Linked DNA regions of Mus musculus: regions 1, 2, 3, 5, 6 and 7 are each linked to region 4. Evidence: chromatin contacts called from public capture Hi-C and promoter capture Hi-C data. All regions are on one chromosome and are shown on one strand. Each heading gives the region's core, a stretch centred on a gene start, on an enhancer-like site or on the middle of the called end of the contact. The rest is flanking DNA. Distances are from core to core; before and after follow the strand shown.

Region 1 (2,853 bases), core at 88-2,587, 690 kb after region 4:
TCTCCCTGTTCCACTTCAGTTAATTAAAAAACAAACAACAACAATAAAACAAAACAAAACAAAACTCTTTGTCTTGCTATGTATCTCAGGCTAGCCTCAAATCATAGGTCTTCCAAGAATGGGCAATTCTCTCCCTCACTCCATTCAGATAGATTCACAATACAGTTTCCTGGCCCTAGAAAGAAGTAGAGGTTCTAGTGTCCTGGTAAAAAAGAGAACTTCCAAAGAAGAGGCTATGTTCAGTCTGAGAGGGTGTCTGGTAAAGTACATGGGGAAACCAGGATCCACAGAATGGGCTGGAGCTGTCCGTGGTGCTGAGGAGGGTCAGATGTAGTCATTGCGGGCGGTAATGACAACGCCTTGGCACCTGCACTTCCCACCCCCCATTCTACTCCGTTCCCACCCTGCCTCAGTTCTCCCCTTGTTTGACACCAGATCTCCACCCGCAGTGTTTTGCGAATCCTCTGCATTGGCTTCCAAACCCAAGAATCCCGCAGGGAGATGGGGCGTCAGACTAGGACTTTGTGCAATGGTCTGCGCAGGTATTCTGAGGCTGCGCAGTCTTTCCCCGACTGTTACCAAGTGAGTGCCGGCCAGGTCCATCCAGGATGGCGCAGATCAGAACAGGAGGAAGTAGAATGGTCTCCCTCCAACCTGTTTCACCCCAACCTAGCTTCCCCCACTTCATGAAACCGGGTCCAGCCCCTGTACTCTGCAGGTTTATGGCTGAGCCTTGATTCTGTCTCTCAGCCCCACCCACTTATTCCCTTGATAAGATAACCAAATACGAGCACTCCTGGTTTTCCACTTAGTCCTGGTTATCTCTTTCCTGACCCCCCCCCCCCCGAAACGTCTGGGGTGTACTGCAGCCACCCTTGGCTCATCTGTTTTTCCTACTCTTTCCCCAACCCCCAACCTTTCCCTGGGTCGTTCCTTCTGTCTAGACCCTGAACACCAAATGCCAAGACTGCTTCTGTCCCGCTGAAACCCTCTGCGTTTCTCTATTGTCATCCTAAACGGTTTTCCTCCTGAGTCTTTTAGCCTTGAAGGCCAGAACCTCTGCTCTCAGAATTGCTCTCTGGCCTGTCCGCACTCCCCACCCCCACCCCAAGTTCTCTCCTGACCGTGGGCGTTTATGTCGCTGCAGCTGCCTGGACGACTGTAAAGCAGAAGGAAGCAGACCAGTAGCTGAAGATGCCCGGAGCCCGCGGGCTTTAACGAACTCTGCATCTTGGCTGGATCCAAACTCACGGTTCCTCGAGCTAGGTCGTAGTGGAAGTAGCAACAATAGCCAGGGGGCCTGTGCCAGGATGTCACTTTTCACCCTCTAGCGCTAGAGACGCGACAAGAGATCTGCAGAGCCCTCCTCTGCAATTCGGCCAATCACAAGCAGGCTCTGCCCCTGCAGCTGCTTACCCAAGTTAGCCATCCTCTTTGGCCTCTCTCCATTCTACCTTTTGGAATTTCTGCCCCCCACCCTCTACACACTTTTCCAGATAAGCCGCCATTCTCAATCTCCAAGGAAGGAGAGACTGATTGCATATGAGATGGGGGTGGAAATGGAACCAACTTCATGTGTTTGGTTGTGATATTTAAATATGAACTGCGAGGGAAGAGTGAGCACTCAGCCTGATGACTGGTTATTGCCTTCGACCTCGTTTTCTCTTCATCCATTTAAAATCTTTTAGCAACCATATGGGTTCAACCCGCAAAACACTGAATGTCCATCCTTATTTTCCCACAGCCATTGTGGTTGCCCAAATCCTAACCACCGTACACTTTAAAATAGATCTATTTCGATAACTAAGTACCTGGCACACTGCCACTTGTCCCGTGCCATGTTTCTAAGCTCCAATGTTAAGTTTTGTTGTAAAGTGGGTGTTTTTTGGGTTGATGCTTTGTGGAGTCTCTGGATTGCATTGTCTTTCTTCAGTATTTACTGCTCAGGGTGTTTTGAGACTCGGTGAGGTGTTTAGGAAGACCCTCTAATTTTGTGGGTTCTGGCTCCAGGCTTTGCCTCCTTAGAACCGTGGCAGCTGCCAAAATCTTTGCTCAGATATCTGGCTTTTCCTTTAGGCTCTTGGAAATCTCACCCCTGTGCATGTGCTATTTAGAAGATAGCTGAGAATTTAGGGGAGATTTGCATTCAGATTTCAGGTTCTCTCTCTGTAGACCACTCATTACCCAGAATTCCTCTTCAGTTTCTGGCTGCCTTGGCACCTAAGAACCTGCAACTCTGCTCCCCAGCCTGTTCCACCATTACTTTCTGCTAGAGTCTGTTGGTGCTGAAGGGAACGGTGAACTGTCCGCCGTGTCGTGGGGGGAAATGTAGAACTCACCTGGTGGAACATTTACTCACCAAGGGTTATGATCCCAATCACTTTTCTTCCTTTTGTTTGGACTCTGTGTCTTCACACAGTTTCATTTGTCTTTTGCCTGGAAAAAAAAAATATATATAGTCAGTATATATTAACAGGACTGTCTGGCACAAGGTGTTTTCCCACGCCAGGATCTGAAAGTTTGTTGTCACCGATTATATGCTTAACATTTTATTTTTTAAATGATTTATAGAAGCAATTTGAGAGGTGCTATAAAACAATGAATTGGCATATACCACCCAGGAGGGAAACTTAAGACTCAGGAAACCATAAAGGGAAGCTTGTTAAGACTCAGAGAAATTTCTTTTCTTTTTTCTTTTCTTTTCTTTTCTTTTCTTTTCTTTTCTTTTCTTTTCTTTTCTTTTTTCTTTCCTTTCTTTTCCTTTCTTTTCTTCCTTCCTTCCTTTCTTTTTTTTTCAAGAAAGGTTTTTTCAGCCAAGGGATATCTAGTAACTCACTCTGTAGATCATGCTCG
Region 2 (2,700 bases), core at 144-2,643, 850 kb after region 4:
CTCTTTTGATCTTCTACTTGACCCAGAGAAAAAGGGACAGGGATAAGTCCTGTTTAATAACGAAAGAGATAAAATGTAAAGGCTAGTCATCTGTCCAATAACATACTGTGAATTCAAATGCATCGTGTGGAGTTAGGGCCAGATATTCCTCATCTCATGGTGATGCTCGTGTCCTATGGTCAGGTTCCCCTGTCCTTTGTTGAGTCCATGCTAAGATATAAAAGGGACCTCAAAGACGCCATGGCAGCACTGACTGCCCACTCCATGTCTGCCAGACCAAGCACGGGTAGGACATTGAGGACCACGACAGGGAGGTCTAGGATCTGCAGCTAAGGCAGGGCTGAGACTGGGACCTGTGTAGTATTGTTCCCAGAAACTGGACTGCAAAGAATGAGCTTTATAATTAACGCTCATTACACACACAGATAAACTGACCCACAGATCTGCCCTCCGTCTCTCCACACCTTCCCCAGGGTGTAGAGATTGGTCCTAACACCACCAGCGCCTTACCATTCCCCAGGACTACCCCAGGACATGGCCCAAGGCTTCCTCAGGTGGACATGGCTTGAAAGGGACCATCAGACCTTTTTACCCTGGCTGCGATCCCAGGTGCTGGTGGGATCCAAACCCTCTTCTGCCTTGCTTAATAAAACTGCTTTCCTGGCTGGAGAGATGGCTCAGTGGTTAAGAGCACCGACTGCTCTTCTGAAGGTCCTGAGTTCAAATCCCAGCAACCACATAGTGGCTCACAACCATTCGTTAATGAGGTCTAACGCCCTCTTCTGGTGCATCTGAAGACAGCTACAGTGTACTTAGATATAATCTAAAAAACAAAAATAAAACAAAATTGCTTTCCTTCTGATCCTCCTCGTGCTTGTTTGTTTTGTTTTCCATCGCCATTTCCTCTCCCTGCCTGCCCCCCCCCCCATATTTATTCCAAGACCCACAGGCCAAGGTCACAGAATGTTGGAGTCACTAGGAAATCTGGAAAGCTCATTTTACAGGTAGTAGTCATCCGGAATAGGATTTCTCTCAGTGTCAAATTTCTCAGCTGGACAAATTTTGGAACTGTGATTGCTCCTTTTCTTTTGCTCAGTCTAGGCTCAGCCCCTCCAGGCTGTTCCAAAGCTGGCCACCCAGGGGATTGTCCTGTGACTTAGTGCTCCGCTGCCCCTGAGCCCATACTGGAAAAGCTTAGGTCTCAATCTCAAGTTTCCAGGCCTAACTTCTTAGCCCCCATCCTTACTCCTCTCTCTCCTCAGTTAAGCCTTGTCCTACGGTGACTTGACGGAACGCACCAGGTTTCCAGCACGTTTCCCAAGTGTCTTATTGGAGTTGGAGAGAGAACGTTTTCAAAACTACAATTCCCAGCAGCCCCCGCGAAAGAGCTCTCGCGGGTTGTAAGGAGACACGTACGCGGAAGGAGCAAGCAGTGGCAGGCGGCAGAGCTGGCGTAAAGGGAGCTAGTGGTAAAAGGATCTACATGGTGGAGGGGGTGGTGGGCAGGGTAAGGTGTAGCAGACGGACCCTGGACGTAGGGAGGGCTCACAGGGCCTGTCTTTCTCTCCTCATGCCCACGCTTGTGTTGGTTCTATAACCAATGGCTACGAGAAACTGACGTCTATTGGACTGACTCAGTTGTGGGGTCCAGGTCAGCAATCAATCTTTGGAATCCAGAGATTCCGCACCAGTGGTCGGTATGCGCACGGCTGGAGTAGTAGGCTCAGCGTTTGACATGTCAACGGAACCTGTCTTTTGATTCGAGCACATGTAGGTAGTTGTAGAATTCACAGTCAGCACCTAGAGGTGTTAGGGTTGGTGCTCATCAAATGCAGATTGATGTTAGTTCTGTACTTGGGGCGCATTCATAGGATTAAAATTAAATACCCAGAGCTCACTCAAGGTTTGTGGTTCCATATTCACCGCTGGGATTCGGAGTTGAACAGCTAGAAGGAGGAAGCAGTCATTTGCAAGGCACTGGGACTAGAGGTTTCAGGGTTTTGAGATCTGGGGTCAGAGAAGGGGGTCCGTTGAGTACCCGTGTTTACATAATTTGTTCACGGCCAAAGAGAAGTCATTAGAGATAAAAGGGAGGGCTGCAGGGTTTTGAAGCCATCTGAGTTCTGGATTGGGATGAATTTCGTGATTGTGTGCCCAAGGAGGGACTATACTGAACTTTTGTGTTTACATCCTAGGAAAGGACTATGTGTTGTAATTATTCTGTTGTGGTTTGAGGTTTAGGTAATAGCGCTCATCATGCTCAAAGCTGTGATTCTCATTGGAGGCCCCCAGAAGGGTGAGGAGATGGGGGACAGGGGAGCGGGTAGGCTGGAGAGGTCGGTGGGGTTGGGACACAAGGAAATAGGAAGCTAAAACGTTCTCCTGTCCTCTCAGGGACTCGCTTCAGGCCTTTGTCTTTTGAGGTGCCCAAACCTCTGTTTCCTGTGGCAGGCGTTCCCATGATCCAGCACCATATAGAAGCCTGTGCCCAGGTAACCCCACACTTCCTGCCCCTCTCCTTCATGGTGTGTGTCTGTCTTCCATTTCCCAGCTGCCATCTTTTCCCACCAACTACGGCTCCACGGGCTGCCATTCACAGGCGTCTGAGCACTGCTTTGGGCAGCCAGTCCTGGTGACTTCCCTGCCTCTTGCTGCTGCTCAGATTTCACACTTAGTTTTACAGTATGGAATGTGAAGCCA
Region 3 (2,700 bases), core at 141-2,640, 550 kb after region 4:
CATAACAAGTAAGAGAGCTCCCATTCCGCTCGGGTCTGGAGGAGAACGCCTGGGAGTTCTGACTCCCAGAGGCAGAGAACAGGCGGACCTCTCACCATGAAGTCTTGGAAACCGGTGAGGGAGAAGGCGCCTTCTTCGTCCAGCAGGAGCCCAGTCAGGTCCATCGCACTGTCAGCCGCCACCCTGCGAAGGTGGAGGGAAAGGGAAGGAATCGTAAGTGACCCCAGAGCCGTGCTCACCCGTTGGCCCACCTCTCCCGAAAGGGCCACCGCCCGACTGCGCGCAGCCTCCTCCCTTCTCGCAGGCGGCCGTGGGACGCCTCTTCCTGTTCCGCGTGCGACTGGGCCTCCCGGCGCCCGACGACAGGCGCGGCGCTCACCAGGCGAACCAGGAGGTACGAGGGCCAGCAGTGTTCTCAGCCCGTGCCGCGTTCGCTAGGCGTTTATAAGCTGCGGGAGTGAGTGTCACCGACGAGTCTGCGCGCCCGGCAGGAAGTGCCTCCTGCCTTGCCCAACCTGAGAGCTCCGGGTCTCCGGAGCTATGAGCACCGGGGGCAATTGTAATACGGTTCCCAGGGGACCGCGACACACCAAGGGTGAACGCGCTGACCAGGCTTTGTAGTCGTGGTACAGATAGTAACGAGCCTAACACAAAGGCAACGCGGCGAGTTGTTTCCTGGGTTTTAGGGAAGACGCACTCAATCAGCAATGCCCAGGAAAGATGAACAAGAAACTTACCGTAGGTGGGAGAACTGTGAACAAGGTGGGAGGGAATCTGTTGAATCTTTATGCCCCTTAGAAGTTTGAAACTGTAACACTCGAATACATACTGTATTCTGTATGGTTACTCCAGCAATTAAATGATCTCAAAAGATATAAAGCCTCAATGTACGATGTTAAACAGGTCTCCCCAAAGCAAACAGCGCCTGGATGTTTTATTTCCAAACACTCCTTCCACACAATTTGCGGCTGAGAGATTTTGGGAAGAGAGAGGGCCGACGCTCCAAGAAGGAAGAAACAACTTTTCGAAGTTGGTGAAGCTGCTTTGAAGTCATTAAAGTCACGCGCTGGTGTTTGTTTATCCGCTGAGGGGAGGGGACTGGAGGCGAAGAGGGTTGAGTAATGGGGATGGCACCGCCCTTCCCGATCCCAAGCAGATTGTAGTCAAGATCCTGGGGGCCTGAAAGCCCACTCACTGCCTCTGGGCAGTGCCTCACGCGACAAAGAGGTCTCCAGCCGCCCTGTAAACACCGGGAGAAGACCTCAGGCCTCGCAGCCTCAACGCCCGCCCCGGATCACCCCTCCAGCACCCTGGAAGCACACCTTCGTGGGTGCAGGATCACGACAGCGGCCAACGCGCACGCGCGGGCGTCCCATCCGGGCTGTTAGGGCACGTCACGTGGCATCGCGCTTCATCACGTGACGCTTGACCGCAGGTTTTTTTGCTCGCCCGTGCGTGCGCCCCCTTCCGTCTGACGCGCCCCCGGCGGCGGCCGCGCAGCCCTGGCTCCTCGCGGGCTCGGGCAGCGGCTGCGGCGCGGTGATGGCGAGCAGCGGTGGCGGTAACACCGGCGCGGGTGGCACCTCGGGGCTGGGCCTGGGCCTGGGGCTGAGCCTCGGCATGGGTGAGGCCACTGGCGACGCGGAGGAGGAGGCGGCCGCAGCCGAGGCAGTGGGACGTTTAGCTACGTCCCTGTGGCTGCGGCTCCGCGGCTGGGAGGCGGTGCTGGCGGCCGCACAGCGACTGCTGGTTTGGGAGAAGCCGCTGCACAGCCTGGTCACGGCGGCCACACTCAACGGCCTCTTCTGGTAACGGCCACGGAGGAGGGGGCGGGGCCGGGCTGCGCGGGAGAGCGGGGGCGGGAGGACCGGGTGCTCCCTCCCTTGGAGGGCTGTCAGCGTCTGGGGCGGTGATCCTGCACCAGGTGGCCCCATTTTTTAGTCTCTTAGTGACTGGGTGAGGCTTAGAGGGCCATCTCCCCATCCATGGGTCTTTCTGTGATTTTCGATGGATTTGGGAGCCTCAACTGAGATGCCTGTCTCCCTAAGGTTGTTGTCTTCGTCGTCCCTCCGGCCCTTCTTCCTGCTCAGCATCTCACTTTTGACCTATTTTCTACTGGATCTCTGGCATCCTCGCTTTCTCCCTGACGTTTCAGGTGAGTTTCTTCATTCCACATGCACTGTATGCACCTGCTCCGTGCATCACCCTGCTACTTGAGGGGAGGCACAGGAAGGCCATTTATCTCCTAAGGCATCCTGTATGCCCTTCCATCGTTTTTTTTTTTTTTTTTTTTTTTTTTAAGAAAATTGCCTGAAATGAGAATTGTTTCTTTTCCAAAATTAATGTTCTTGTGAGTTTAGTAGTCAAAACTATATAGCATTTAAAGCTGGGTTCAGAAACAGCATATCGTACACCTTGTAGTTGGTGGGTAAAGGGAATGCTCTGGACTTCACATAGTGGTTCAGGCCTGGAAGCGAGAGACAGAGGGATTACTGAAAAATTGAGACCAAGAATGTTAAAGAGAGGCAGCTCTTTCTGACTTTGGATCTGTCTCTAAGTGCTTCTTGTATTCTTAACTTACCCCACACCCTTTTCTCCATAGCACCACCCCCTGAAGAACCACACTCTGACAGGTGAGTATAGGCCACCTTTTAAAGAAGATGCCCAAATGTGGTCTGCTTGCTGTGCTCAGCTCAAAGA
Region 4 (2,700 bases), core at 177-2,676:
AATACTGAATGTGGAGCTTTGAGGAGTTTATTGGCATTTTTCACTTCACTGGACCCTAAGCATCAACAAGCTAGGTAAGTTAGACAAAATGGAAATTCTAGTGGACCAGCTGAGTTGCAGTAAACCCAGATCTTTTAAACTAAGGTATCAAGCCAGTGGTTCCTCAAATACAAGGTAAATTTCCAATTCACTAACTTACTAAAGCCTCCAGTGGGAACACAACTGAGAAACAAAGGTATTAAACTGCATGTCCTGTTCAACTCGACTGAAATAAATGAGATAATCTTTTTAAACTTCCAGGACTCAGGAGGCAAAGGCAGGCAGGTATCTGTGAATTTGAGGCCAGCCTGGTCTACATAGTGAGTTCCAGGACAGAGCTAAACAGTGAGGCCCTGTTTCAAACAAAACTGGGTCACTGAGTATGTGCCAGGTGAGAGTGGCTAGTTCTCATTCTACAGAATCCCTCCACGTAAAAACAGCACGAGGGCTGTAGGGATGGCGCAGTGATGAAGAGCACTGACTGCTCTTCCAGAGGTCCTGGGTTCAATTCCCAGCAACCACATGGTGGCTCGCAACTATCTGTTAATAGGATCCGATGCCCTTTCTCCTGTGTCTGAAGAAAGCAACCGTGTACTCACATACATAAAATAAACAAATATGTCTTTAAAAAGCATAACAGCAGGAACAGACAGCAATTCAAGAAGGAGGCAGGGAAGTGCACTTCCGTGGTCAGCGAGGCTTTTTGGAAATCACAGCCCCCACGGACTACTAATTATTGCTGCTCTAGGCGGTCTTCCAGCCCATCACATGGCCTCAGGAAGATGCGGGGGAGGAGGTAGGAGAGAGCCAGAAAGAAGTAACGTGCTTTTGAGACTGGAGAAGCAAGGGATACCGAAGCCTGGGGAACAAGGCAACCCTGCGTAGGCACCTCAGTTCCCACGCGCCTCTGGGCTTTGACTCACCGTGTAGCCTTGAGTCGATGCACTTGCCTCGCTTCTCAGGACCTCAGCTTTCCTGTCTGTAAAGTGGAGGCGGCGGCGACGACAGCTTTTACACTGTGGGGCGACAGCCAAGTCACGAGATACAGCGGAGGAGAAAGGCGTTTTGGAACCTGCAAGGCTTGGGATGATGCATCGTCACGGTTCTGGTCCTGAGGAGAGGCAGCGGATACCCGGGCGGGGCCCGGAGCTGTGACGCGACTGAGACGCCCGAGTCCAGCAGAGATGCGCCCGCGCCCCTCTCACCGGCGCGCTCCCCGCAGCACCTCCTCCCGCGGGCTCCACCTCCAGGGCCCACTCAAGCTGGAGCTAGAGAAACTTTTACCTTCAGCTCACAGCGCCCGCACTTCCCCTGGTTCCCGCCGACAGCCGCTCTCTCACCTCCTACCCGTGGGCTGGCGGGAGCTGCATCTCTATGGTCCGACTGGGACTGGAGTGGCTCCTCGGGGGCCTTTGATGTGGCCGCCCCCGGCCCAGGCGCCTCTAGGAATCTGACGTGTGGCAGCCACTCTGTCTCTCTTCAAGGCCCGTGCTACTCTATGGTTTCCCCTCTATGTCCTTGAGTACCCCCCTTCTGAAGCCCCAAAGCGGAACCATCGAGAATTGCAGGGAAGAGTGGCAAGGACTCCGTGGTGGGTGTGGCCGGAAGTAGATGCAGCAGTCCGGGGCGGGACTAGCGGCGCTGCCTCTTCGTAGGCCCGGCGAAACCATCGAGTGTGAGGGCCAGAGAGTCATGGAGGGAAGGGGGCGGAGTGACAGATTTCTCTCTCCCACGTTCCTGGAAGCGCGAGCAGGTCTGTGTATAGGGTGTCCGGGAGTCAGCTGCTGTGTGTCAGGGTTCGGGAGCCGGGGGCCAGGAGATCTTCGTCAGCGGCTCTCCATGCAAAGGTGCTTTGGAATTCTGGATCACAGCTCCGAGCCTTAGCGGAGGTCACGGCTGTCAATTCACCAGTGGGCCGGTGTGCCAGGCAGAGGAGTGGCAGTGGAGAAGTGTTGCAAGGAGAGGTGTTCTGGAAATAATTGCCATTTTGTCCCCTTAGGCATTGTCTTAAGTTAGGCTTAGTCACATCTTAATTGGGTTGAATTTGAAAAAGGCTCCAAAAAAAAAAAAAAAGAAAAAGAAAAAGGCTCCGTGGAAGAAGTAGACTATATGATCTCAATGAAAAAGAATGCCTAGAATAAAGGGGTGGGGGTCATTCGGTACCAACAGAACTGAGAGAGCTAGAAGTAGGTAGTGATTTGCTAGTAAAGGTACGCATTCTAATGTAGGCATCCCTGCGTATCCGGCTGTGGTATTTGAACCCAATGGGAGCAAGGCACCAAGGGTGCTGGAATACAAGTGACAGAATTGTAGCGTGTCTGGGATTGGTGGGTTTGGATGATGCAGGTGCTGAAGGTCCATTCAAATATCACCTCAAGAACCAAAATAACTTGCAAGAAATAGTTTAGGTGAGAAGTAATAAATGTCTGTACAGGACATTAGGAACGGGGTGTAAGGGAGAGGATATTTGAAAGACATTTCTGATGGTAAGGCATGTGGTCATTGACAGAGCAATGGAAAAATCACCTTTGCCGATTCCATTCAGTGGGGACCCTTCTGTCTAGCTCTTGCCAGGGACCAGAGTCTTGCCTTTCTAGTATCCTGATGTGGAGCTGGGTACATTGCTTTTTGGAATTGAGAAACTCTCCAAAATGGCCTTCT
Region 5 (2,700 bases), core at 104-2,603, 930 kb after region 4:
GACTGACAGTTGCTATGTAATGGATTATCAATTGCACAAAATGTCCCAGATCCATGAGACGGTATATAGGAAGTTTGTTCAGGCTAGAGAAGCCTTCCACCACCTCTAAAACTGACTGACTCCAACTCTACTCTTTAGATTTTTCATTAAAAGCAAACACTTGCATGTATGAATGTTTTGCCTGAATGCCTCTACACCATGCATGTGCTGTGCCCATGGAGATGAGAAGAGATTGTACAACCACCTGGAACTGGAGTTACAGATGGCTGTGGGCCGCCATGTGGGTACTGGGACTTGAACCCATGTCCTCTGGAAGCCTAGCCAGTGCTCTAATTCACTGAGCCATCTCTTCAGTCCTACACTTCATGTTTAACTTTCTTGTGTTAGAAAGGATTGTTTCATAAAAGACATTCCCCTCCCAAGCCTAGCTAGTCACTCCATCCTAAGAAATGTTTTCATAATGTAGACCAGAAGTTGATGTCAACTGCCAGACCAAGAGCCAGGGTAAAAACTACAGTGGTGCTGGGTGGTGGTGGCGGCGCACGCCTTTAATCCCAGCACTTGGGAGGCAGAGGCAGCCTGGTTTACAGAGTTTCAGGGCAGCCAGGGCTACACAGAGAAACCCTATCTTGAAAAAAAAAAAAAAAGCTACAGTGCCAATTTGGAAGTAGAAAACTCAACAGTCTTGCTTTTGTTAATTATTGATATATTTTATTTTCAAATTTAGGAAAACCACTTTTAGTTAGGTGTACTGAGCTGTAAATACAGTTAAAAACAAAACAAAACAAATACAGGTTCAGGTCATTACCAGTGACTAATTTTTGTTTTTGAGATAGGATCCCACTATGCAGCCCTGGCTAGCCTGGAACTCACTATTTAGAGCTGGCTGGTCTTGAACTCACTGAGACCCTCCTGCCTCTGCTTCCAGAGCTCTGAAATCAGAGACCAGGGACCAATTTGAGAGTGTGCTAAACCCTAAGGAAAAATAAGTCTAGAGACTGAGGACTATGACAGCAAAGGGGGTTTGAGAGTGGCATCCCTGCCAGCCTTAGCCCTTCTGGCTGATATAAAAGAACTTCGCAAGGACAGGACAGCTATGTAACTGGAAGATCAGTATTTGTTTTGGATGAGTTCTTTTCCTTCTAATACAAGATCCCATTTCTCCAAGCTCTGCTTCCCCGCCCAGTCTGCAAACAAGAGTCAGGTTTCTCTCTCTGCCGAAGGGGCCACCCAGAGCCGAGCTAGACCTGGGGCCCCGTTAGGGGCTTAATCCCGGCTAGTTCCGTCCTACTGACACATCGGCTCGCCCAGGGCGTGGCTTCCGGTAGCGAAGGCATGCTTTCCGGTAGGTCCTTTGCCTTCCGGGGCGGGACTTCCTGCCCTAAAAGAGCCCGGCTGCCAAAGTGATTGGAGTGCGAATTACGCGGGCCCATGGGCTCCCGAGGCCCAATGCTTTTTGGAAAAGGGGTCAGAGAGATCGTTCTTTTTAGCTGATGCTTACTTTTTACATTGCGCGACGCCTCCATTTGCACGAAAGCTCTGGGCTTTTGTTGCCCACCTGAGGCTCTTCCGCTTCCCCTTTCCCCAGGCTCCGCCCCCAGCGTCCCGTGGCTATGACGACCGCTCCGCGGGATTCAGTAGTGTGGAAGCTGGCGGGACTTTTGCGGGAGTCGGGTGAGTGGACTTCTGGCTTATTTGGTTGGGAGTTCTAGGTGTGTTCGATACTGTCCAGAAACGCCGGGAATCACCGAGTCATTGCCGGCGGGGTCACGAGGTGCCGGCGTCTTCTGGGTGTGTTCCTTGTGACGCGTTGTTTACAGTCATGCCTTTGACAGTCTAAACTCTATCCATCTCTCATAGCACTTAACTCTCCAGAGGAAAGGGATCATTAATAGATTAAACACTTGCAGACAAGAACATAATCACTTGTACCGAAAGCCAAGTATAAGCACCTTAGACACCAGAGATTTGGAGACCCACATAGGTTAGTCCCAACCCTCTATCAGACTTGGATAAGTTTTTAGACCCTCAGTATTCTTCTCAGATAGGTTAGCATAGGGATTGTATTGAACGCAAAAGATAGCGGGATTTTAGTTAGCTTATTTAGTGCAGTGCATGCATGCATAATAAGTGTTCAAAAGATAGTGTTACTATAGTTGCTGCCCCAGTGCCTGGGCATGGCAAAGATCACTGTGTTGTTTGGTTTTTGTTTTTTTTTTTGTTTTGTTTTGTTTTTTTGTTTTGTTTTTTTTTTTTTTTTGAGACAGGGTTTCTCTGTGTAGTCCTGGCTGTCCTGGAACTCACTTTGTAGACCAGGCTGGCCTCGAACTCAGAAATCCGCCTGCCTCTGCCTCCCAAGTGCTGGGATTAAAGGCATGTGCCACCACGCCTGGCACTATGTTGTTTGTTATGTGGTTGCCATCATCAGCTAAATGATCACAATCATGATTCTTTGAGAGCTGGGGATATAGTTCAGTAGCAGAGCATATGTTTAGCATGTACAAAACTTTGACTTATAATCCCTAGCATCCTCCCCACACACACAGAAAGGAGAGATTCTTCTTTGAGCCCCGGCTTTCCTATCTGTAAGGTGGGGTTAATGGATGTCTTTAGGAGATAAGGATGAGATCTAGATGAAGCAGCTGTCATTTGGAATGTGTGACCTCGATGGCATTAGTGCTCCATATCTATATACTCCCA
Region 6 (2,705 bases), core at 25-2,524, 540 kb after region 4:
AACGCTGTGTGTGGAGATGGTTATTTGTATCCTGGGCTGTTCCAACAGGATAAACTGGTCTCAGAATGATTAAAGAGTCTTCACTGGGCAAGAGTTTACACTGGGAAAGATTAGACATACAAATGAAGTTGCCAAACCCTCTAATTTCCCTTATAGGCACATCCTGGCATGCACTCTGAAACTCACCAAAATTGAGCTTATTGGCCTAACTGGTTCCGAAGGTCAAAACCCACAAGTCGATGGTTTTGTCTGAATGGGAGGAAGCTGTTTTAATGTGGCCAGGGACAGCTGGCCCTATAAAAATGTCTAAACATCCAGTCTGGCTGCTCCTACCACTCAGCCTGGTCTTGAGGTAAGTATAACTCAGTGAGTCAGGCATGATGGGGCATGCCTGTAATCCTAGCACACAGGAGGCTGAGGCAGGAGGATCTTGATTTGGAAGCCAACCTGGACAACATAGCAAGAGACTTTCAAAACAAAACAAAGTGGTAGAACGGACTGGGGCCTGAGACTGTTCACAGCATGGAGGGAGAAGGAATCTAAGTCCTCTGGGGTTTGACTCCCCGCCCCACACTCCGCAAATTGGTCTTCCATGATCACGTTAACCAACCTCGCGGGTTTAATTTGTCTTTTAAAGGAGAGACTGTGAAGTTGCACGACATTCTACCACTCGGGTTCCTCTCCCAGGGATAGTTCCTAAAATACCCTGCAGGGGGCAGTAAGGTCCTACAGACCATCTGTCGAGCCCACGCCCTGTGCCACCAAAGAGGGCAAACCTTAGGCCCTGCCGCCAAAGGTCACACGCCCCGCCCTCGAGCGCCCTAGGCGTCCATCTGCCCCCCCAACCCCCGCTAGAACTTTGTCGCCCGCCTCTCATTTTTACAGCATCCGCTGCACACAGTTACGGCTCAGGGCCCCAAAGGGGAACAAAACTAATTCATCCCAGCGGGCCAAACACGAAGCCTGCTAAGGAGGGGCTTCACACGACACACTAAAAGGCAGAGGCCGAAAACGGACTGCGCGTGCGCAGGTCCGCCCACTCCGGGAGGTCCAAAGTCGGGCTGCGCGCGGTCCCTTCTGGGAAAAAGCGCCCGGGTCAGGGGCCACTGCACGAGTTTATCTTTGCTTTTCGGCGTCCGGACAGACCCAGATCTCGGCGCCGACACGAAACCAACCCCACCTACCGTCAACGGCTGCGGGAACTCCCACCCTCCTCAAGGCGGGCCTGTCCTGGTGCGCAAACTGAGAGGCCACCCCCCCACACACAACACACTCAGGAAGGCGGGGTCTTGGGTGTGGGCGGAGCCAGGGCCCTGGTGGGCGGGGCCCGAACCTCACTTGTTAACGCCACTCGCAACTCTGCTGCTTTCCTAATTCCTTTCCTGTTGCCCTAAGTTGAAACGAAATACTACTTCTCTCTTGCCTCTTCATCTTTTTTTTATCTGCTTTACATTTTAGTTACTTATTTAAATCTTAAATGCAGGGAGAGGGCAGGGACCCTGTCGTATTCATATCCGTGGATGTAGGACCTTGCTCATGGCAAAGAGTAAATATTTGAATGCTAGAGTTCATTCAAGAAGCCTTGACAGTTTACAGGCAGAAATCTCATTTATTCAGTTCCAACCCGCTAAACCATGGCCTCTGCTCAAGTCTTAAGAGGAGGAAAGGCAGCCCATTTTGCAAGTGGGCCACATCCACCTCCACTGGGACAAAGTATACAGACTCCAGCAAGGTGGCAGTTACTGCTAAACTAAGACAAAAATGGTGGTCTTGATGATTACTGGGACCTAACCCCTTCTCTGCTAGCTGTGGAGTACGATTCCCCAGAGTTAGGCAACAAGTCGGCTCTCTCTCCTGTTTTAGAGGATCCTCCTTCATCCCCAGAGTCTTCAGGCATTGGACAGAGGCAGTGGAGAGGCTGTGGGATGCAGGAACACAGGTTTCTGATGGGTAAAGGAAGCCCATACTCTTGAGCAGCTTTCCTCCTGGATTGCTGAAGCATTTGAATTTCTTGGGCAGTGAAAGAAGTTGGCAGCCTCTGACCTAAGCCTCTCTCAGCCCGTGTACCTGTAAAAGAGGGGTGATCAGGATGGAGAGATAGCTCTTAGGAGCTGGTACTGCTCTTACAGAGGACCCAAGTTCCAAGTCCCAGCACCCATGCCGGATGGCTCACAACTGCCCGAATCTCCAGGTCTGGGAGGATCTACCATCACTGATCTCTACATTTTATGAATGCAAATATCCAAAGACACACATACACACATATGCATAATTTAAAATGAAAATTAAGGTTTTTTTTTTAAGTGAAAAATAAGTAAAGGTCACTGCCCTGCCCAACCTAGGGAGTAGTGACTACCTAGCCACTCCCCTGGGACCTGGTCTCAACTTACCAGATATAGTGTTTTCTAGGAGAAAGCCCAGTAGACCAGCTAAGAAAATGGGTTCTGCCAGCAAAGAACGAAGAAACATATCCAGGGGGCTCCAGCCTACAAAGGGTTGGGGCCAGGCAGGAAGGTAACTGATACTGTCCCAGGCAATGAGTCTTCCCTTTCAGACGTAAACTGCATCTCAAACCAGGGACACATCTCACTAGGCTGCCATTCCATCCCATCTACCTTTTCCCTCTACACACTCCATTCCCCACACTCAGGCCCTGCCCAGATTCCTTTCTCAGCACCATGTTTTCTAAGCACCCACATTCCCTC
Region 7 (2,859 bases), core at 348-2,847, 630 kb after region 4:
TAATCCTGTTACATCCACAGGATACACAGGACAGAGAGGACATGCACACCTGACAGGCAGGGCTTCAGCAATTATAATAAGGGTGCAGGGAGAGAAAGACACAGAGAGGGATAGACACCGAGAGACAGAAGACTTTCCAGTTGCTTCCAGATCGTGCAGCGTCTAGAAATATGTTTTATAGTTTATAGCCAGCAGCTTCCTCCCTGGTTAATCTTTGCCTTGAAAATTCTCACAACCCTCTCCCCTTCTTTCCTGTGGGCAAAGAGGTGTCTCAACCTTCCATCTGGTATCAACTGACCATTCTGGCCTTCAGGATGCTAGAACCTCCACTTTTAAGTTCCATCTGGCCCTGAGGGATCAATCCCATCTGGCTCCTCTCCCCACCTCCACCCTCACACTCTGCGTTGCTTCACCACCTCCATCCTCGCCTCAGCCCACATGGAAATAGCAGCGATAATACGGGTAAACGCTGACGGCAGGGGCAGGCAATACAGGTATACATACTGGAGCCCTGGCAACTTAAGGCTACATCTAGGTGGTCCATAATTTAACCCCTGCAACGCCCAGGTCTATAGAACCTGTGCGCCTCCCTTTTCACAACCAAATGGCGCGTGGGGGCGGGGTGGGGCACGACAATTTCTAAATACCCAGAAAAGGAAGTGGAACCTGCTAGGAGGCCCTTGAGGAAACCCGCCTTGCTGCACAAGCCAGGGGAACGCCATCTGTACCTGGGCCCTACGTCTGCTCTCCCACTGGAGTCTTTCCAGTTACTTCCCAGTTGAAAGCTCGGGTTGGATTTCTGCCCCCGCTCCGGGCTATAAATACAAACCCCTTCATACACCTCTCTCCCTTCCCCCGCCACCTGGCCGAGGCCGGGGCTGTCGATCAGCGCCAGCTGTCTCTGCCTGTTCTCCGAGCACCCGCGAGCACCCGCACTCGGGTAGGAGGGGCCCGCTGGCCTCCCGAGACCGAACCCCATTCCCGCCACCCCTCCTGGCTCAGGAGGGGGTGCTGAGTCATGTGGGGGGTGTAGATGGGAAGAAGGCACACGGAGGAAGACGGGGTGCGGTACCAAGTAACCCCTTAAACCAACCGGCGCCAGGCACGTGTTCGGTCAGTTCCAGGGACTCACTCAGGGGGTATGGGTGGCGGGGGCAGCTGAGCAGGTCTTCTGCTGCCGGAGGAGAGCACTGGGTACGGAACCTCGTGACTCCCCTCAGGAGGGTTGGAACACAGACGCTTGGTAGGGCAGGAGGACACTACAGAAGGGCTCCTCTCTGCTAGTGAAACACCCTCCCTCAGTCCCCAGCTTCTGAAGGTGGACAACACACTAGGTCAAAGTCACCGGGAGAGGTGGGGGAAGTGCAAAACTCTTACATCTCCTGGAAACTCGGAATGCTAAGGAAAGGGTCTTCAGATCTCTAGTGGAAGGTTCCCCCAGAGAAGCGGGACATTTGTTTATAGGACCGGAGAGATCCTGGCGGGGCCTCACTCACCATGATGAGTTTGGGCTGTACGTCTCACGTAGAGTCGGGGTCACGGGTCTCGGTGAGATCTGCGGAGCTGCAGTGCCGCACCGCTCTTATAGGCAGGAGGCGGGACCTGCGCGCTCAGCCCGCCCACCATGGGGCGGGGTGGTTTAAAGACTACATCCCCGTCAGGATAGGTGGCCACCAGGGGAGTGAAACCTAGGCGTATCCCCTCCCCTTGCCGCTCCGGATTCTCTCACCTGTCGGGTTTGGCTTAGAAGCAGCGGCCCATATTCGTTCCTAGTTTTGAGCCGATGTCCCGGATTCCGAAGGTCCGAAGCAGAGACGCAGGGTGCGGTGGCGGAGCGTGTCTCGAATGCACCCGCGTCATGTAGACGCTCATGGTGCAGGTATTCCGATTTAGGGCGGATGAAGCTCAAGCAATCCTTCAAAAGCGGCTGTCCCCGGCCTTCTCCGCTGTCCTCCCAGCGTCGCCTCCCGGGCTCGGGCGGGTTGGGCAGCTGGGACTGGTCGCCCGAGACCCCCTTACAGCAGACCGCCGCCTGCTGGTCCCCGGCCGAGTTGGTAGGCTTTCGCCCACACCTGTAGGAGGCCGAGGACCTAGAACTACAGAGCCTGAGCCCCAGGGTGCCGATCCGGTAGACTATCCCTCAAAGCCGAGCGGCGCAGCCAATCTGTGAGGGCCGACGCGAGAATCTGCCACCTTTCACCGGCCAGGCCACTCGCTGGTCAGAGGCTCCGTCATTAGCGCCGTCACTATTAGTTAGCTCCCCGCCTCGACCACCTACCTGCTGCGGTGGAGCACAGAACCTGGAGCCTCTGGAACAGCATCCGGTCGGCCTTATGCAACCTTGGGCAAGTGACTTAGTGTCACTGAGTTCTTGGCTTGTACAGTCGAAGAGATACCTCCTTTCTACGTTTTATTTCCATTTCGTACTAGGACAGGCCTTTCTAAAAACTATTTCTGCTTTCTCAGACATACATCACCCCCACCGGAAAAAAAATCCCTCAGGAGGAGCCCAGGTGCTGGTTTTCATGGCCATAAAAATTCTGACTCCTAAGGTAGTCATCACTTGAAAAAGATTTCACCAGCATGGGCTTCCATTCTCTTCTTAGGGACAGAGCTGTTTGTCAGCATAACACAAGGCCGAAATATATACAGCAATGGCAGACGTTCTATCAACAAAGTAGCTAGTGGCATTTGACTTAAGAGAAGTCATAGAAAAGAATACAATACATTTCACAAGATCTCTTTCTAGTCCTTGACATCTGGTTAGGAGAATTTCGTTGGGAGAGGCTGAGTGTGTAGTTCGGTTGGTAGCATGCTGTCATCATTTGTGAAGTTCTGGGTTTGATCCCTAGCACCATG

Evidence for each region. Capture Hi-C pulls out chosen DNA fragments and counts their contacts.
Region 1: a promoter capture Hi-C map of pancreatic islet shows a contact between it and region 4, with 2.8 times the contacts expected there. The contact joins the promoter of Resp18 here to the promoter of Zfp142 in region 4. A contact is called at or near these places in 2 of 39 promoter capture datasets (cranial neural crest and liver) and 3 of 9 other capture datasets (adipose tissue, liver and pancreatic islet).
Region 2: a promoter capture Hi-C map of liver shows a contact between it and region 4. The contact joins the promoter of Gmppa here to the promoter of Zfp142 in region 4. A contact is called at or near these places in 1 of 39 promoter capture datasets (pre-B cells), 3 of 484 Hi-C or Micro-C datasets (CD4 T cells, CD8 T cells and liver), 2 of 115 datasets of contacts at active chromatin or transcription factors (bone marrow-derived macrophages and memory CD8 T cells) and 2 of 9 other capture datasets (adipose tissue and liver).
Region 3: a contact with region 4 is called in a promoter capture Hi-C map of adipose tissue. The contact joins the promoter of Cnppd1 here to the promoter of Zfp142 in region 4. A contact is called at or near these places in 7 of 39 promoter capture datasets (the HPC-7 cell line, cranial neural crest, hematopoietic stem and progenitor cells and 4 more), 3 of 484 Hi-C or Micro-C datasets (CD4 T cells, cerebral cortex and uterus), 4 of 115 datasets of contacts at active chromatin or transcription factors (the SCID.adh cell line, bone marrow-derived dendritic cells, bone marrow-derived macrophages and 1 more) and 2 of 9 other capture datasets (adipose tissue and liver).
Region 5: a contact with region 4 is called in a promoter capture Hi-C map of adipose tissue. The contact joins the promoter of Stk11ip here to the promoter of Zfp142 in region 4. A contact is called at or near these places in 1 of 39 promoter capture datasets (pre-B cells), 6 of 484 Hi-C or Micro-C datasets (CD4 T cells, CD8 T cells, double positive thymocytes and 2 more), 7 of 115 datasets of contacts at active chromatin or transcription factors (bone marrow-derived macrophages, double positive thymocytes, memory CD8 T cells and 4 more) and 2 of 9 other capture datasets (adipose tissue and liver).
Region 6: a contact with region 4 is called in a capture Hi-C map of macrophages, with 3 times the contacts expected there. The contact joins the promoter of Nhej1 here to the promoter of Zfp142 in region 4. A contact is called at or near these places in 3 of 39 promoter capture datasets (erythroid cells, hippocampal neurons and liver), 2 of 115 datasets of contacts at active chromatin or transcription factors (bone marrow-derived macrophages and microglia) and 2 of 9 other capture datasets (liver and macrophages).
Region 7: a promoter capture Hi-C map of liver shows a contact between it and region 4. The contact joins the promoter of Tuba4a here to the promoter of Zfp142 in region 4. A contact is called at or near these places in 2 of 39 promoter capture datasets (the HPC-7 cell line and pre-B cells), 2 of 484 Hi-C or Micro-C datasets (CD4 T cells and centrocytes), 2 of 115 datasets of contacts at active chromatin or transcription factors (bone marrow-derived macrophages and memory CD8 T cells) and 3 of 9 other capture datasets (adipose tissue, liver and pancreatic islet).

The regions. Positions count from the first base shown.
Region 1 is chr1:75,277,078-75,279,930 of GRCm38.p6, forward strand. Resp18 (regulated endocrine-specific protein 18) reads right to left here and starts at 1,338. Exons shown (of 6, transcript NM_009049.2): 1 at 1,125-1,338. The coding sequence starts at 1,230.
Region 2 is chr1:75,434,543-75,437,242 of GRCm38.p6, forward strand. Gmppa (GDP-mannose pyrophosphorylase A) reads left to right here and starts at 1,394. Exons shown (of 13, transcript NM_001357170.1): 1 at 1,394-1,770; 2 at 2,236-2,296; 3 at 2,395-2,492. The coding sequence starts at 2,257.
Region 3 is chr1:75,141,321-75,144,020 of GRCm38.p6, forward strand. Cnppd1 (cyclin Pas1/PHO80 domain containing 1) reads right to left here and starts at 1,391. Exons shown (of 10, transcript NM_026977.3): 1 at 1,323-1,391; 2 at 738-1,240; 3 at 96-183. The coding sequence starts at 164. Retreg2 (reticulophagy regulator family member 2) reads left to right here and starts at 1,466. Exons shown (of 9, transcript NM_170755.2): 1 at 1,466-1,808; 2 at 2,049-2,155; 3 at 2,603-2,633. The coding sequence starts at 1,543.
Region 4 is chr1:74,586,602-74,589,301 of GRCm38.p6, forward strand. Zfp142 (zinc finger protein 142) reads right to left here and starts at 1,427. Exons shown (of 9, transcript NM_001310668.1): 1 at 963-1,427. It overlaps Bcs1l (BCS1-like (yeast)), which reads left to right and starts at 1,688. Exons shown (of 8, transcript NM_001305652.1): 1 at 1,688-1,792.
Region 5 is chr1:75,520,176-75,522,875 of GRCm38.p6, forward strand. It overlaps Stk11ip (serine/threonine kinase 11 interacting protein), which reads left to right and starts at 1,354. Exons shown (of 25, transcript NM_027886.3): 1 at 1,354-1,467; 2 at 1,589-1,674. The coding sequence starts at 1,614.
Region 6 is chr1:75,123,952-75,126,656 of GRCm38.p6, forward strand. Nhej1 (non-homologous end joining factor 1) reads right to left here and starts at 1,275. Exons shown (of 9, transcript NM_029342.4): 1 at 1,185-1,275. It overlaps Slc23a3 (solute carrier family 23 (nucleobase transporters), member 3), which reads right to left. Exons shown (of 12, transcript NM_194333.3): 11 at 2,391-2,486; 12 at 1,590-2,067. The coding sequence ends at 1,778.
Region 7 is chr1:75,217,697-75,220,555 of GRCm38.p6, forward strand. It overlaps Tuba4a (tubulin, alpha 4A), which reads right to left and starts at 1,598. Exons shown (of 4, transcript NM_009447.4): 1 at 1,497-1,598. The coding sequence starts at 1,499. A630095N17Rik (RIKEN cDNA A630095N17 gene) reads right to left here. Exons shown (of 3, transcript NM_001243090.1): 3 at 2,399-2,859. The coding sequence ends at 2,764.